Linked DNA regions of Gasterosteus aculeatus: all the other regions are linked to region 3. Evidence: chromatin contacts called from public Hi-C data. All regions are on one chromosome and are shown on one strand. Each heading gives the region's core, a stretch centred on a gene start, on an enhancer-like site or on the middle of the called end of the contact. The rest is flanking DNA. Distances are from core to core; before and after follow the strand shown. Region 1 overlaps pde4dip (phosphodiesterase 4D interacting protein). Region 2 has its middle 10 kb from the start of pde4dip. Region 3 overlaps kifap3a (kinesin-associated protein 3a).

Region 1 (4,937 bases), core at 1,510-4,009, 120 kb before region 3:
ACGTCTATAAATAGCTGGTAGGGATATGAGCACCTGCTGAATCCGTCTCCGCTGGTGCCACCAGCCTCAGTGCAAAATCCACGACTCCCCCATTCTCCCCCGTCCTCCTCCGTGCCCCCGGCAACGTCTCCACTTTTAACTCTTGGCTGTTAATGCAGCAACCAACTGGACTGAACTGGTAGTCAGTTTACTCACACGCAGGGATCTGCCAGCACGGGTGATTTGTTTTCGCAGTTACATGTTAGTGTACTGAACGTCACGTTTGATTATTGACACACAATGTGAGTTGTTGCTTCCACTGCGTAGATGCAAAATAATAATTACAATAATTCATTTCATGCACGGTGCGCGCCTGCATGCAAATAGCGGCCCTGAGGGTTCCTCCGGCTAGCCTGATGTAGGTCATGTTGGGTCTATAGTTGACAGAAAACAGGTCAGACACTCACCGTAGGGGAAGGAAAAATAAGCATCAGCTGCCATCTAAATACAATCGCCCTCAAATGTTGTCAAAATGCTTTCACTCTTTGTTCCACGTTTCTACCCATTTCCGAATAGAGATCATGCCGACGATGAATCACATGTGTACATACAAAGCTTTCACACATCCGGATTCTTCTGGAAAAAAAAGGCCTTAAAAATAGTTGACTAGCTGTAAAAATGAGTAGTCATGTTCTAATGAATCAACACTGTTGAGTGCATAAAGGAGAACAGGTAGCCAGATATGGCATACAGAGAAACCATCTGCGTGTGGCTTGCCACAGCTTTGGTCTCTGCGGCTACATTGACGGGTCATTTAAGCCAACAGAGACGTCTCACAGTGCTTATGGGCCGGTCCCACTGCCGATAAAGGAGTGGTTCCTCTGTAATGCAACACATTGATGGTGTTCTCTGTCAGTGCTGAGCTTCATTCGTGTGTTTGATTTGAGTGATGCTTTGGAGCTCAGTGGAGAAACCAAAGAGAGTTCACGTTTCCTGTTAATTCGGGTGTCCCATAGTGGGTGATAGGCCCGAAGGAACTGCATCATCTCAGAAAACAGCTGCACAGGCAGAAATGTATGACTGACAGCACTGCATGAACTGTTGCAGAGCAGCCTGAGACCTTCTGTCAGTGCTAATAACTGTCAAAGACGAACCTGCAGCTCTGGACAACAACCAGGCCGCCTGGACTGCAGAGCCGATGCAGGAAAGCATCCAGAGCACGGGTCTGATAGCTCCCAAAGCATAAATGTGTGTCCACACTCACCCTTTTGTGCACGCCATCACTGCTCTCCTCAAACTTCTGCTGGATCTTCTCCTCCAGGAAGTAGATCCGGAGCTTCAGGCTGAAGTTCTCCTTCTTCAGGTCGTTCAGGTGCTGCGAGATAGTGCGGCAACCGGGGAAACCAGCGTTAGACATGGCGACAGGTGGCTCCGTCGTAGGGGGCATGGCAGCCCCCCATTCAGTACCACGCAGTATGTGAAAAGACAGGGCTGAAGAAACAAGCTCTCCCAGTGATACGGAACCCAGATGATCCGCTCTCCCCTGCTGTCACACATCAACAGGCAGGAACAGGGACAGAGATGGAAGCATTAAGGGATGGCACGCAGGCAAGGGACGGGACGGGACGGGACGGGAGGGGGGTTCTATTTTAAACCATAAGGAAGTTATGCCAAGAATCTATGGCAGGAGTGTATTTGTTGATAAAAGTCTATGAACATTCAAACTTTCAAATGTGTGGGAGACGTGATCGGTTTAAATAAAGAAACAAAACATCTTTACCAAAGGGAAGGGAAGAGGAAGTTAATGTTAAAAATGTAAAAATCCTAACCAAGGCGATTTAACACATCCTAAAACCATGAGAAAAGAAGTACGGGTTCTGCTTAAGATCTCCTGCTCCAACATAGCGATGGATGGAAGGATTACAGCCCATCGACAGAAGATGAGATGTATAAAGTCAAATCATATTACGAGTCCAAGGCCCACAAAGGACAACTGGTGAACAGTTTCCCTGAAGAGAAGCCTGAGAGGTCTGAGTGTGACTGACAGCTGCTGAAGCACCAGTTATTCAAAGTTATGTGGGAGAACAAGGAGGCTGCAGTGGTGGAAGAAGCCAAAAGGCTTATTCCCTTATAATATCATCCCATGGCCATGATGGGAAATGTCATATGATCGAGGAAAGACGGGATGTAGAAGAGCTGAGGGAAGACAACCTGAGAGAAGCACTTGGACTGAGGAATTATGGGATGGCAAAGCTCCCTTTGTTCCATGGCTTGGTCATGCTGTGATTTGGTGATTTGTACATCAAGGATGTCAAGATGTCTATTCAGATTATACTGCAATATATAACAAGTAGTTTTTTTTCTGTTTAAATTTGTCTCCATAGGTTTGGAATGAGTGTATTTCATTAGAGGGTGATTCTATATAAAGTTTTACAATGACGGTGACGCAACGCATCTAACGTAACCAAGATGTCAAAAAACCTTCCCTTACTTCTTGTCAGCTGCAAGAAAGCAAAACTAAACTTCCTGTCAGATGAGCTAACATAAAAGAAAGCAATGGCCCTGACGCTCCTTTAAACAACTGCAGAACCAAATAGACCAAATATGAATTCTTCATGAGTTAAATACAAAAAAGCCCATCTAGACCTGCAGGTATGATCCTTGTTGGTGAACCCCGAGTGTGACCACGGGGAGGCGCTTATGCTCTACCTGAGACCTCTGGATCAGCATCTCTGCAGATCCAGGGGCTATTTGCAGAGGCGCTGCCCTGCGGCTGTCACTGTGGAATGCTGAGGTGGTGAGACATTGCTGATCACACACTTGCAGGAACGTCCTAACGGCTGGCACGCAGCACGAGACGGACCGACGGCGGATTACAGCCACACACATCGAACGCGGCAACACATGTTGTCTTCACATTCTGCACATTCATGCGCACCAGAGCGACATACAGATAGAAGAGAAAGTACAAACAGATGGTTTGATGGTGAAATAGTTTGACAGAAAATACAAAGAAGACACTGCACAAACACACATAACTGATTATTGTCTATTATGTTCAAGCAGAATTTCTTAGTTTTTCTTTTAAAATGTCTTTTTGTGTAACACTGATACAGACCACAAAATGATGACTGCAGTTCTGCATAAAACAACCACACATCTGTTTTTGGTAGGGCCCAAATCTGTCATTAGTGTAACGATAGCCTTTATTTTCCTTTCAATTCAACTTAGTCCATCATTTTAGGATTCAAGCCCGGCTTGCATAAAAAAAAAACAGTGTGAACATGTGGCTTTTAGTCTAATAACAACTACACTGAAGCATTTACGCAGCAGAAACACAGGCATTAGTTACATTAATACAAAACATCCATAGTACAATGAAGTATATATATATATAAATACTAATTTTAAAACTTTAAAGAGTGAATAGTATTGATATACAGTGTTGATGATTTACTCTTTTATAAATAATAATAACTATGTACAGTATATATATATATATATATATATATATATACATACATACATAGTTATACAAAGAGTAAAGCTGTTAAAAGCAACATGAATAGAAACTTAAAAAATATATTATAATTGTGAGGAATAGGATGTTATCTATTCAATGAATTATCATTTTCAAAAATAAATAAATAAACGAATAAATATATTTATGTATTTTAATCCATTCATTTACCTAGGAATTGCTGTATAATTGTGAAAAATGCTTATCACAAGGTCCCAGAACCCGAAGCTTCCTCCAAAAACACAATTTACAGTAATAGAAAACATTGTCGTCGTTGTAATGATTGTATATATTTTCATATATAGTAACAGTTTGTAGATGCATATGTAAGGAAACCAATGTCAACGCTGCACTGCTGTGTGCACCTCAGAGCACACTAATGTGCACACGTCAAACATTTGTAAATGTTCAAATTGCAATAAGTGTGTGTCAAAAATGAGTCTGTCATGTAATTGTGAGAACTCAATGTTATTCACAGCTTTAGGATGTGCACATATTTTTGGCCACATTAGGTGCTGCACATCCAACCTCTAGAAACACTCAAAGCGTCCTCAGAGCACCCGGGAAAGAGCAACAACGGCTTTGTTGTGAACACATGAGCCAGAGGGATGTGAGACCGACCCACACGTTTACATGACAACACTGTAAACTATACACACAATATAAAAATCTCAATGAGTTGAAAAACACAAAACCAGAATAATTCGTCGAAAAGATTTTTGGTTTGCCGTCCCCTTTGGGATACACGTTGTAATAGGTGATGAATGATTGAAAGGGGACGCACAGACACACACAGGTGCATCACCAACACTGCGGACTAATCGACAGCTGACGAGAGTCGGAGGTCGGAGTTGTCGTCTGGAGGTCACACACTGCGGGGAAAGACTGAATTTATTACAACAAGACATTACCGCAAGATTAAATCACCCTAATTCTGCAGGGATTTTCCATCATCAGCGCATAATCCATTACAAGACCCGGGGGTGGAGGAGTTGTTGGTGAGAAGCAAGAGTAAAAGTTCTTTTACAGGCTCGCGACGCTTCAACCTTTACCTCACTGCGTGTTTTTACTACTCTGTCCACCCTCCCTGCTCCTCTGCCTCTGCATGCACCGTTTGAAGGCTTACTAACCCCGAACCGTCACCTTTGCGTGCAGAGAGGTTTAAAAACCCATCTCCACAGGAGCAGAAGTGTAATCGGGGGCTTGCATGTGACTCTGCATGCGCGCGCGTGCTTCGGATTGGCAGAGCGCTGGGAGTTTTCCCCCCATTTACCGGTAACAGGAGCTCCTTGATGCCAGCTAGCTTGACATTTTCCAGCCCTGCTCTCCGGCAGCGCCAAACCCCCCTAATGCAATTCTGCAGGGGGAACGTCTGATTGTGTTTATTGTGCTGCCACGGTCCACGGGAGACATGGCGGTTTGAAATTTGAATTTGTAA
Region 2 (4,708 bases), core at 1,980-4,479, 85 kb before region 3:
TGCTGTCTCTGCAGATTTAACGTGTCTGCGTGGCGGGCTGCCATCCCCGACTGCACAATCGTCCAACAACCAGCGTGATGAGCGAAGTGGGGGAAAATAAAGATGAGGAAGAGGCGTTCCTCAGGGAAAGTGAGGCCTCGGCCTTTGTTTCATGAGGCCTAATCACAATGATGAACCGTCCAAAGAAAAACACAATTCCTTAGATAGGACTCGGACGGCGTTTAATGATAAGCCGCTGGACGTTACGCGTTATCGTGGCACCCTTTCAACTCAGATCTGACCCTCCACCCCGCCAAGTCGCTCTCCGCCATGGAAACCAGTAGTTACGGCCGATCTGAACACACTCGTTCTGGAAACTGCAGTCAGAGCTTTTCGCGGCCCTGCTTGGCTGAACCCGGAGCTCGGTTTGGTTCCACATGCCGTACGTGTACTGGAGGCCTCTGTGCTCACAAACAGAGTCTGGATCACACAAAGGATCAGCCAAAGAGGTCCGGACCACAGAGCGCACGTGAGGTGATGTCCTTAAAGAACGCACACATGTTGGGGATGTTTTTAATGGGCTGATTCAAATATATTGAGAGACAGTAGGTATGTTTCTATTCTCAGGAATAACAGAGTGAATTTATAACTTAGTCGCGTTCTAACCAGCAGAAATGCATTACTTTGTGATTTTAACTGGGTCTGTGTCTGCTGCTTCACTCAATGGAGTTTGATACTTATTTTTTTTTTTAAGTAAAGCTGAAACACTGCGACAAAGCCTCTCTGTTTATCTGTTGTTTCTCTATCAGCAGGACGACATCATCTGTCTGTGAGTTGAAAAGTAAATCTGTTACATAATTTGACAATGCTGAGTTTAACAACCGTGATGTGTTGCACACTGGAAACAAACAGCGGCCTTCAGACCTTCATGTTCATGTTGGGAAAATCCTGTAATTTTTTTAGGTAACTCACACATCCTCCATCGATTTGAGTCACAAACATTGACCACGTCCACACAGACGTGTACTCGACTTGGAACAGCATGTATGGAGAAATGTACCCAAGACTCACAGCTCAGAAGGTATTTGTGCCGATGCAGGAGTTGTATCTTTGAAAAAAAAAAAAATGAATGAATTACATAAAAGAAAAAAGAAAACAGTCTGTGTGAGTCCGGCGAGGTTGTGATGGTAGGAAGCGATAACTGGAACTAGAAAATCAAAGCAACAAAGCAACTGTCTCACCAACCTATTCCTCAGTGCTGACTCGTGTTCGCTAATCAGGCATTAGAGTCAACGCCATTGTTAAATGAGGACAATACAAACATTTCCTCTCGGCACGGAGCCCATCAGGCGCCTGCCACTTACCCTAAATGGATAATTGAGAAAAAAATAAACTGTGAGGTCCACTTGCTGCGGGCCAACTAGATCTGCAAGTTAATGTGTGAGTGTAGGGTGAGTGTGTGTGTGTGTGTGTGTGTGTGTGTGTGTGTGTGTGTGTGTGTGTGTGAGAGAGAGAAAGAGTCAGAGAGGCGAGCGCATGCACAGCCACCAGTGGAGGAAAATTGAAGGCAGATTTTCCAGCGGCAGGCGTTGGCTCCAAATTGCTCGTTTTGGACGGGGAATTTGCTCTGGCACAAGATGTGACAATGATATTCATTTCAGAGCTCACCCCCATTTATACAGAGCCGAGCGCGTACACGTACACGCATAAACACAGGCCCAGCTGAACCGAAACTATTACAGAAAACTCAAACTGCCTTCAAAGGAGAAAAAGAAACATTCCTCATAGCCTCAAGTTTAGGCACTGATCAAAAGGCATATAAACTGTAGCCCGCTCTTATGCTCGCTCTCTTACACACACACACACGCGTATGTTTGGACGTCCACATGCCCAGACCTGTAACATGTGCCCGCATTGGGCTGATTTGATCCAAGCCCAGTGTCGTGTTTCTCCGAATAATCATCTCCAACTGGCCGGCCTGGAGCCCATTACAGGAAACTCCACTCCAGATGGAGTTTGTAGTTTTGCTCCTCTCGGCCTCAGTCAGCAGCTCAGAGGAACATGGGAGGAAAACGAAGAGATTAAGACACACATGCATCATTTCGTCACAGGATAGCAACAGTTTCTTGCGTTGAATCTAGATTTGTATGCAAGATGGTATTTCACCTTTGTATTGCTATTGTCTTATGTTTGTTGGCATTTTTCTCTTGATACGTCATTATTAGAGTTCATAAAAAGGTCTTTTACATAGTCATTTAAATGTGTCTTCTGTTCGTAAAACAAAGACATTTTAAACTTCAGATTGGCTTTTTCCCCAGAAGTAAAAAGAATATGTATGGAAAAAAGGTCTTGTTTATATTCCTGTTGATATTCCAGGCAGTGAAGTGTATTTTTGTGATTTTTCTTCAGAAATTTAGGGACTGAATCAGCACTATTATTTATCGTATCTTTTGAAAGGATTGCCTTCCTACCAAAGTATTTTTCTCTGTAATCCAGTAGTTTAAAGTCTTCCACAGTGCAGTTTATTCACTTTATTTTAACATGTGGGTTCAACTGCGAGGCTCCATCAGTCCATTGTGTGTTCTACTTGCTTCTTTCAAGATGCATCCGGAGATCATTCTTCAGGTTGATTTCTAACTAAATATCAGAGAGTTATTTCTGTTTACTTTAGCTTTAGTTTTAGTTCATATACAGACACTACTTGACAATATTAGCTTGTTAGCTGCGCAGCATTTGCTCACTTTAGCGGCTCTTTCCTTCCTGCGGTCAGGATCTTCTCCTAATCTTCACCTATGTGGACCATCAATGTCCAGCAGAGGGAGTAAGACAGCTGATAATCTGAGACTCCCTGTAAAGGTTAACAATGGACAGACACTCACGTTTCCCCTTTCGAGGTGATCACAAGTCACGGTTGTCTCTGAGCAACAAAACTCAGATGTTGGTCGATTTTCTTTTTCCCAACAAAGCTTCTTGCTTCTGATACTTTAAGCCTGACAGTTGGAGGTTGAGCCGATGGAGATGGATGGATCTGCAGCTCTGATCCTCACACCGTGACGTCAGATGCAGCTGAGAAAGGCCAGAGGTTCGGACAGTAGATACCAGCTCAACAGGCTCGGCTTATAATCTGATAACGGTGCCCCTCTTTTGAAGAGACGCTTTTAAAGCAACACAACCATAGCAGATCGGAGGGCCTGTTGGAGGAATAATGTCCCGTTCCCCGTGTTCAGTAAATGTCTGTGCTGCTGAGACCTCTCACATGTTGCATTAACGTGTTCTGCTGCGAGAGGCCGGACATCCTGTAAGTCCTCCCAACACTGAATATAGTCTGTGTGCCATGAGGGAATTTGAACTCTGGAGATGATTATACATTACGGGTTTCTAGAAGCTCACGTCACGTTACTCACCATAATTGTTGTTGTTTCTGGTTGTTGCGCTGGCGGTCCTCAGCAGAGAATTAAGATGCTAATTCACCCAGGGACAGAACGCTTACAACAGCCATTTAAGCCAAGCCAGTAGCTTTTATCACACCATAATTAAGTTACTCAAGCTATCTTTGTCACTGTGTTGCATGCAGCAAGGGAGAAAAAACAGCATTTAGGTTTTCACCTAAAAAACCTAATCCTGCGCTTTTGAATCTGAATGTGTTCCTACCTCCACTATATAATCTATCATTATATAATCTGGTCGGCTCGATCCGACACGCCTGACTTCCTTCAACCCATTATTTCACCAAGCAGCCTCAGCTGGTCTCAACAGAGAACCTGGACAACTTAGCATTAACATGCAGTGCCAAGAATTTTAAATACAAGTGAAGAATTTATTTTGAAAAGCAAAAACATTCTGGTGTCCAAGTCACACAAAATCATCTTTCTCACAGAAAAGCCTCAAGAGGTGAGCGTGCTTGAAACAATACAATTGGAATTATATTGTCAAACTGCATATAAAGTCAAGTTGTTTCTTTCGTTTTCAACGTCCTCGCTGGTGCAAAAAAGCCCGCCGGCGTTGATCTCTGTGTCTGGATTCAGCGCCTTGAATCGCAGAAGTGGGAAAAATATGCTGCCTTCGGTCTTTCCCACGAATGGTGTCAGAAAAAGCTGAGTGAAGCATGGAAATAAGGGCTCGAGAGGGAGAAAGCTCCGAACTACTCTCTGCTCCACACGCCGACTGCTGACGCGTGGGTGAAGGGTTCTGTTGTGGAAAGTGACTAAAACGGTTCTACCGAAACACATAAAGTCACAATAGGACGGGACGTCTTTTGTTGGAAGCCTTTACTTTGTGCCCCGCCGCCTGAAACACACACTATTCCTGCATTGGCACGGAGCACTTCCACGGGGGGAAAATTGTGCTAAGCGTCTCCAAAAATGAAGCCAGAGTTCTCCTTTAAAGTTTACATGGTCTTCAGTTTCTAAGAGAATTTAATGACCTCTGAGCCCATTAAACCGTTGTGAAATGTATCCCTTTAAAAGTAGTATGTTAATCAGAAAAAAAACAGGTAAGCATGTTTTTAATGGGGGGAAAAGCAGCCAGATTGTCTCACTTCCTGAGAAAAAGAACTAAGCGCTGGTTGGCAATGAGCGTGCAGTACACATGGTCATCAGCGTAACCTTGAGATGGCAGTTTCAAGCTAATTATGTTTCCTTTACAATCCAACAGAGGGTGTATTGGAGCCCGCATCTGTGTTTAGGAAAAGTGCGTAATAATAGTGACTTAATCACACAAACAGTGCAAC
Region 3 (5,049 bases), core at 2,123-4,622:
AAAGAGTTTGAATAAAAACAGTGTTCCAATTCAAAATATTTGCAATGCCAAAGAAAGGTTAGTAGTAGAGAGGGATGCCTCTTTTTTATTCCTCTAATAAATAATCTCTGGCTGAGTGAGAATACCACAATTTCTATAGTGAAAGCAAAAAAAAAAGAAGAATTTCGTTGAACGTTGCTCCTTGTTATTGAAATTTAAAAAAAGACATTTGGTGGCTTGGCGCTCAGCCAATATGCATATTTAGCAAAGCTAGCAGTCACAGGCACAAAAACAAAGGTCTGTCAGCAGGGCAGGTTGTGTCTGTCCACGAGGAGAGGAAACACTAAACTGTGAGTGTTTACCTTCAGTCGGCTCGTCCCCCGGACGACCTCTGCAGCCTCGTATTGGTTTTTTTTCTGAATCACTATTTTCTGATCTGTGTTATTAGGCCAGGCCTGAGTCAACAGGCCTCACCGGTCCCAGAAGGCCTTGCTCCACCCTCAACGGCAGTACTCCAGCTTGGAGAACAAACACTCTCCGGCTGTCCGACTGTCTCCATGTTTCTCTCTCTCATTCCTCTTTGGCTCCAACACATCAGCTACTTTAGTCCCAATACGCCGCCGACATTCCACTGCGAAACATGAAACTGATGCCTGGGAATTAAAAATCAGTCCTGTTATCACTAAGAGCGACTGCGAGTCCGTTTCTGGTCCCAGTGTTGCGAGGCAGGAAATTCGATACGCCGCTGGGATGATAAATAGTTGGGGAAATAGTGGCTTATTGTGAGTAATTTGTCTTATTTATTATCAAGCTTGTACTTGCGTGCGATAAAGCTTGTGTTGAGTTTTGTTTTGTCCCCCCTCCTCTCGCCAGGATGAATATTTCACTTGTTGTTGAGAGCTTGAATCCAACGAGAGAAGAATCCCGATCTCACTTCACTTTCTTCTTTATTGTCTGTTTCTTCTCTCATTCCGTCAGTCTCGCTCTCTCAGCGGCGTAACCGAGACCTTTTAAATATAGAGGGAGCGCCGGGGGAATCGCCGTCTGAGAGACTGTTTTAATTTGTCCGCTGTACTCTGGAGTGATCCAGGTTAACATAATAATCCAAGCCGCCTATTTTAAGCTACGTGTGAAACATGGTGTGAATGGGGCCTTTTTATAAATGGACGTAGTTCTGTACAATCACTGTTATTTGCATGAATATTTTAGAATGAACTATATACAATGAACTTTATTATCAGCTGACTTCACATCAATGGAAAGTATGTGTGATATGTGAAGAAACTCTAGTTTAGATTCTTCCAAAGCAAATATAACATTTTTTAAATGAAGTCCTCAAAACTAATTGTTCAATTCTGAGCAAAGGGATCCATCCATCTCACCGATACGTGAAGAGGAGTCAGTAGTTAGAACAGGGTGCTGCTCAGTCCTTCACATTCACATTTCTTCATCCTTCGTAAGCAGATTTTTTAACTTTAACTTTAAAATGTATTTAATATCCATAATACTAGTAGCACACTACTCCATTTTATGTTTATGAGACTTTAGTATATATGATTATATACATTCAGTCGTATTATAAATGTTTATTTATGCTAATTTAGTTCCAGTGGAGTTTGTTAGAATTCTAGATGTTTTATTTTTCATAAATATTTTCTGGACAGTTGATCATTTAGACAAAGCATTAAATGAAGAGACACAGAGACATCAGCCCAACGATCTTTCAGTTGAATATTATTAGTCAGCTCTGATTCCATTTTTAAATCACACACTTTGAGGACAAATGTACAGTTTAAATTGAGAAGAGTGGTGGAACACAGTACTAGTACTAGTACTAGTACTAGTGTGCACCAGTAAACAAGCCAACGGGAGGATCACTGAGAGCCCGGAGAGGCTATTAGGATGTGACGGGGCGCCGAAGGAAAGTAGCAAGGTGCAAAATATACGAAGGGGAAGGAGAAGCGGAGCGGCACCGCGATCCGGTGAGACGTTGAGATTGGCAGGGAGGACGGAGGTGGAGGACGCGAGGCCTGGTTACTTACCCGCGTGTTGGTTAGCAGTAACCTGAGCAGTGGCAGCAGGGTGAGATCAAAGCGGGGGCCTTGCAGTAGACAGACATAGTGGTGTGTGGGGGGGGGGGGGGGTTCGGGACGTGGGGTGGAGGTCACGCCAAAGGAGGAAAAAGGCCTGATTCCCTTTTCCTGTTCGCCACCAAGGAATGTCCTCTGCGGGATGGGACGTGTCCCCGCCGACTCCTGCAGCCGCTCCTCTGGGGCCAAACTGGCATTTGTGGAAACACCGGGGCCCCTTTGTCTCAGCGACCCCCAACCGCCCGCCTCATTTGGCCGACGTGTCTCGACACACACTGACACACGTGAAGTGAATTGCGGGGGACAGACAGGTTGATTTGCATGTATCATAATGAGGAATATCAGCAGCTGTGTCGGCCGTCATTCATGGCGTCCAGAACCACAGGGCTCGAAAAAGAAAATCAAAGCGTGATTAAAAAGCATCACTTACCCGGTGGGATGAATTACATTTCCTCAGTCACAGTGTTTTTGAACTTCTGCCTGCGACGGGAGCTTTTCCGTTGACGCCGGAGTACGATTTGACTCCAGATCGACATTAGAGCCAGTGGGTCTGTAGAAAAAGTTACACCATATTTAATGGTTCAGTTTTCATAGTATTATTTCATGGTTCTCCTTCGGAGTGCCGCTCAGGTCAAAATGGCAGTTTCTGGTTTCATCACTAATCTTGAAACAATCTAGTCAATCATTAGCGCTTGTAACTGCTAGCTTCAACTTCTTCACAATCTCCGAAATTAAATGTTAATCTACATTTTGCAAAGGAAAACACAACATTTTATTACACATCCCTGTAATTTATTGGCAGTCTTGAGTCAATGTTTGCATTTGAAGTTGAATCAGACAGTTGATGATTTGTCAGCTGTCTGTCAAACCCCCTTTTAAGGGTCTCTAGATAGATCTGACAGAAGTGTGAAGAACAAACTTAAATTGCACATAAATATGTTCAGTAGGCCTTTCTTTAATCTGCCTGAAATATTAAACTAAGACAATCTAGTCGCAATGTGTTTCACCTGGTTGGAACCTGCACACTCAGCATGGCACAAGAGATATTAAGAAGTCGGTTTGGCCATAAATACCCAAATCTTCTAATTGAATTCTATGTATAAAATGAATTTAATAGCCTTCACGGTTTAGGTTAAAAACTTTTAAACCTTTTCTGATCAGCCCATAATCTAAATGCTCACAGTTACTATTCTGTGAACCATCAAAGCTTTCCAGTCTGAACTTCAGGATACGAGTCGTGAGCAGCCAGCCAGCCAGTCAGCCATAGAAACAGGCAGACGTGCAGGCGGGCGGGCGGATGCTGTGACTCAGAGCTCCACTGTTCCTCCGGCCTCTTTTAGCCGCGCGCTCAAATCCCCCCTGACAGCCGTAGCGTGCGGAGAGGAAAAAGACATATTTCTGCCCAGAGAGATGGTGGTTGGAGGAGGGGGGTGGGAGGGGGAGTAAGGGGCAGCAGGGGGCGAAGTTAAAATGGAGAGGAGGTGGAGGAGGGGGTGGTGGATATGCTGCAAGCTGTGTAACTGATCGCTGGAAGTGATTTGGCTAAAAACAACACGTCATTATAGGCGCTTGCAGGGGCAAAGCAAACCGCTCGTATTTTAGACAGGCGAGGGAGGAGCGGCGAGGAGAGGGAGAGACGGGGGGGGGGACGTGGTTGTCGTCCGTCGGGGCCCCGGTTTCGCCCATCCACCGCCGCATCCTGCCGAGGTGGCAAGGGGGCCGTTGCAGTTGACCCCGAGCCCCGCCGCCGCCACCAGACACAAACCCAAAAGTCAGAAGATGTCAGAAGATGGGGCGTCAAACTGGACCCCCGCCCTCCGCATCGCCGCGGTAACCCATTTGCACGGTGCAGATACGGTGCCTTTTATCACCCCCCTCTACAGGCCTCCCGTTGCCAGGCACAGGGCGGCCAGGTCCTCCAGGTTTGGCCGTCAGCCTTCGGCCTCCGTCACGCCGCCGTGTTTTGACATCTTTCCGGGTTGTTTTGGGTTTTTACGGCTTGGCTGCTCCGCTGTTTACCCCTCCGGCCATTAGCTGCCTGTAACTCACACACTCGTTGGGTGGACGTCCAGCACCTGCACCAGGCAGATGAATACTACATTAACTTTTGTGAGGTTTTTCTTTTTCTTCACCATGACTGATGGGTCCAGCCCCGGGGAAGTGTGGGGGGAGGCTCCACAGGGATGTCCGGTGTCAGAGCTCCACCTGGTGGTGGTGCAGGTGCTTTCTACGCTCCCGTTCAGGAGCACGAGTGACCTGGTTGGAGTCTCTGAACCTCGCAGTTGACGTTCCTGTTCTGGAGGGGGCTTTTTTTCATGTTGAAACAGGCACAGGCAAACTGTGAGCTCACTATTGTAGAAAATACACACAAAAAAACAAATAATTGAAATACAAATTTGAGGGATATTTAAGTAAGTGAAACTACTCAATTATGTCACAAAATTCCCAGTTGCTTTCTGCGTTTAAATTGACTTGCTATCTTGGCCGTTGGTGCTCACTTCTCGAAAGGATCAGTGCTGCATCATGTTCTTTGATCAGCTGACAGCCTCTGACCTCCACCGAATGGTCCCACCAACGGAGACGTGGAAGCAGGCCGCGCTTTGAACCCTTTCCTGCTTGTGTCCAACTTCGCTGCTGCTGCTTTTCGTCGTCACAATTGTCTCCGTTTCAGTCATAACCATGTGAAAGACTTGTTTTATATTTTGAGGGGTCACGTATTGAATTGTATTCATTTATTCCTCCGCTTGTCCTTTCAGTCTGTCGGAGCAGTTCGCCCCGGTAGATCGACCGCTCAACGCCTACGGCTTCCGTCCCGGTGAGGAGTTTTTCTACGACTACAACACGGCCTCCCGGTGAACCTGGAGCCTCTCACACACAGCACCACTGCACCCAGTGTGCTCCACTACAGCTGCGTGTTGAGCGTGGAGGCGCAGCTTCAACTCGCCTCTTCCCTGCACGCATCGCTTAGCAAGTCGTCACC

The links. A called contact is a pair of places that touch in the nucleus more often than the background predicts.
Region 1: a Hi-C map of whole body shows a contact between it and region 3, with 4 times the contacts expected there. The contact joins two enhancer-like sites. A contact is called at or near these places in 3 of 6 Hi-C or Micro-C datasets (skeletal muscle and whole body).
Region 2: a Hi-C map of skeletal muscle shows a contact between it and region 3, with 15 times the contacts expected there. The contact joins two enhancer-like sites. A contact is called at or near these places in 3 of 6 Hi-C or Micro-C datasets (skeletal muscle and whole body).

What each region holds. Positions count from the first base shown.
Region 1 is chr8:6,764,228-6,769,164 of fGasAcu3.hap1.1, reverse strand. It overlaps pde4dip (phosphodiesterase 4D interacting protein), which reads right to left. Exons shown (of 44, transcript XM_078107906.1): 4 at 1,244-1,354. Among protein-coding and RNA genes, the nearest start is that of pde4dip, 23 kb to the right of the region's middle. Within about 2 kb of position 2,759, at least 1 of the 9 cell types and tissues checked has open chromatin away from gene starts, as enhancers often do.
Region 2 is chr8:6,730,917-6,735,624 of fGasAcu3.hap1.1, reverse strand. No RefSeq gene overlaps it. Among protein-coding and RNA genes, the nearest start is that of pde4dip, 10 kb to the left of the region's middle. Within about 2 kb of position 3,229, at least 2 of the 9 cell types and tissues checked have open chromatin away from gene starts, as enhancers often do.
Region 3 is chr8:6,646,049-6,651,097 of fGasAcu3.hap1.1, reverse strand. It overlaps kifap3a (kinesin-associated protein 3a), which reads left to right. Exons shown (of 20, transcript XM_078107905.1): 20 at 4,826-5,049. The coding sequence ends at 4,925. Among protein-coding and RNA genes, the nearest start is that of ntmt2, 20 kb to the left of the region's middle. Within about 2 kb of position 3,372, at least 1 of the 9 cell types and tissues checked has open chromatin away from gene starts, as enhancers often do.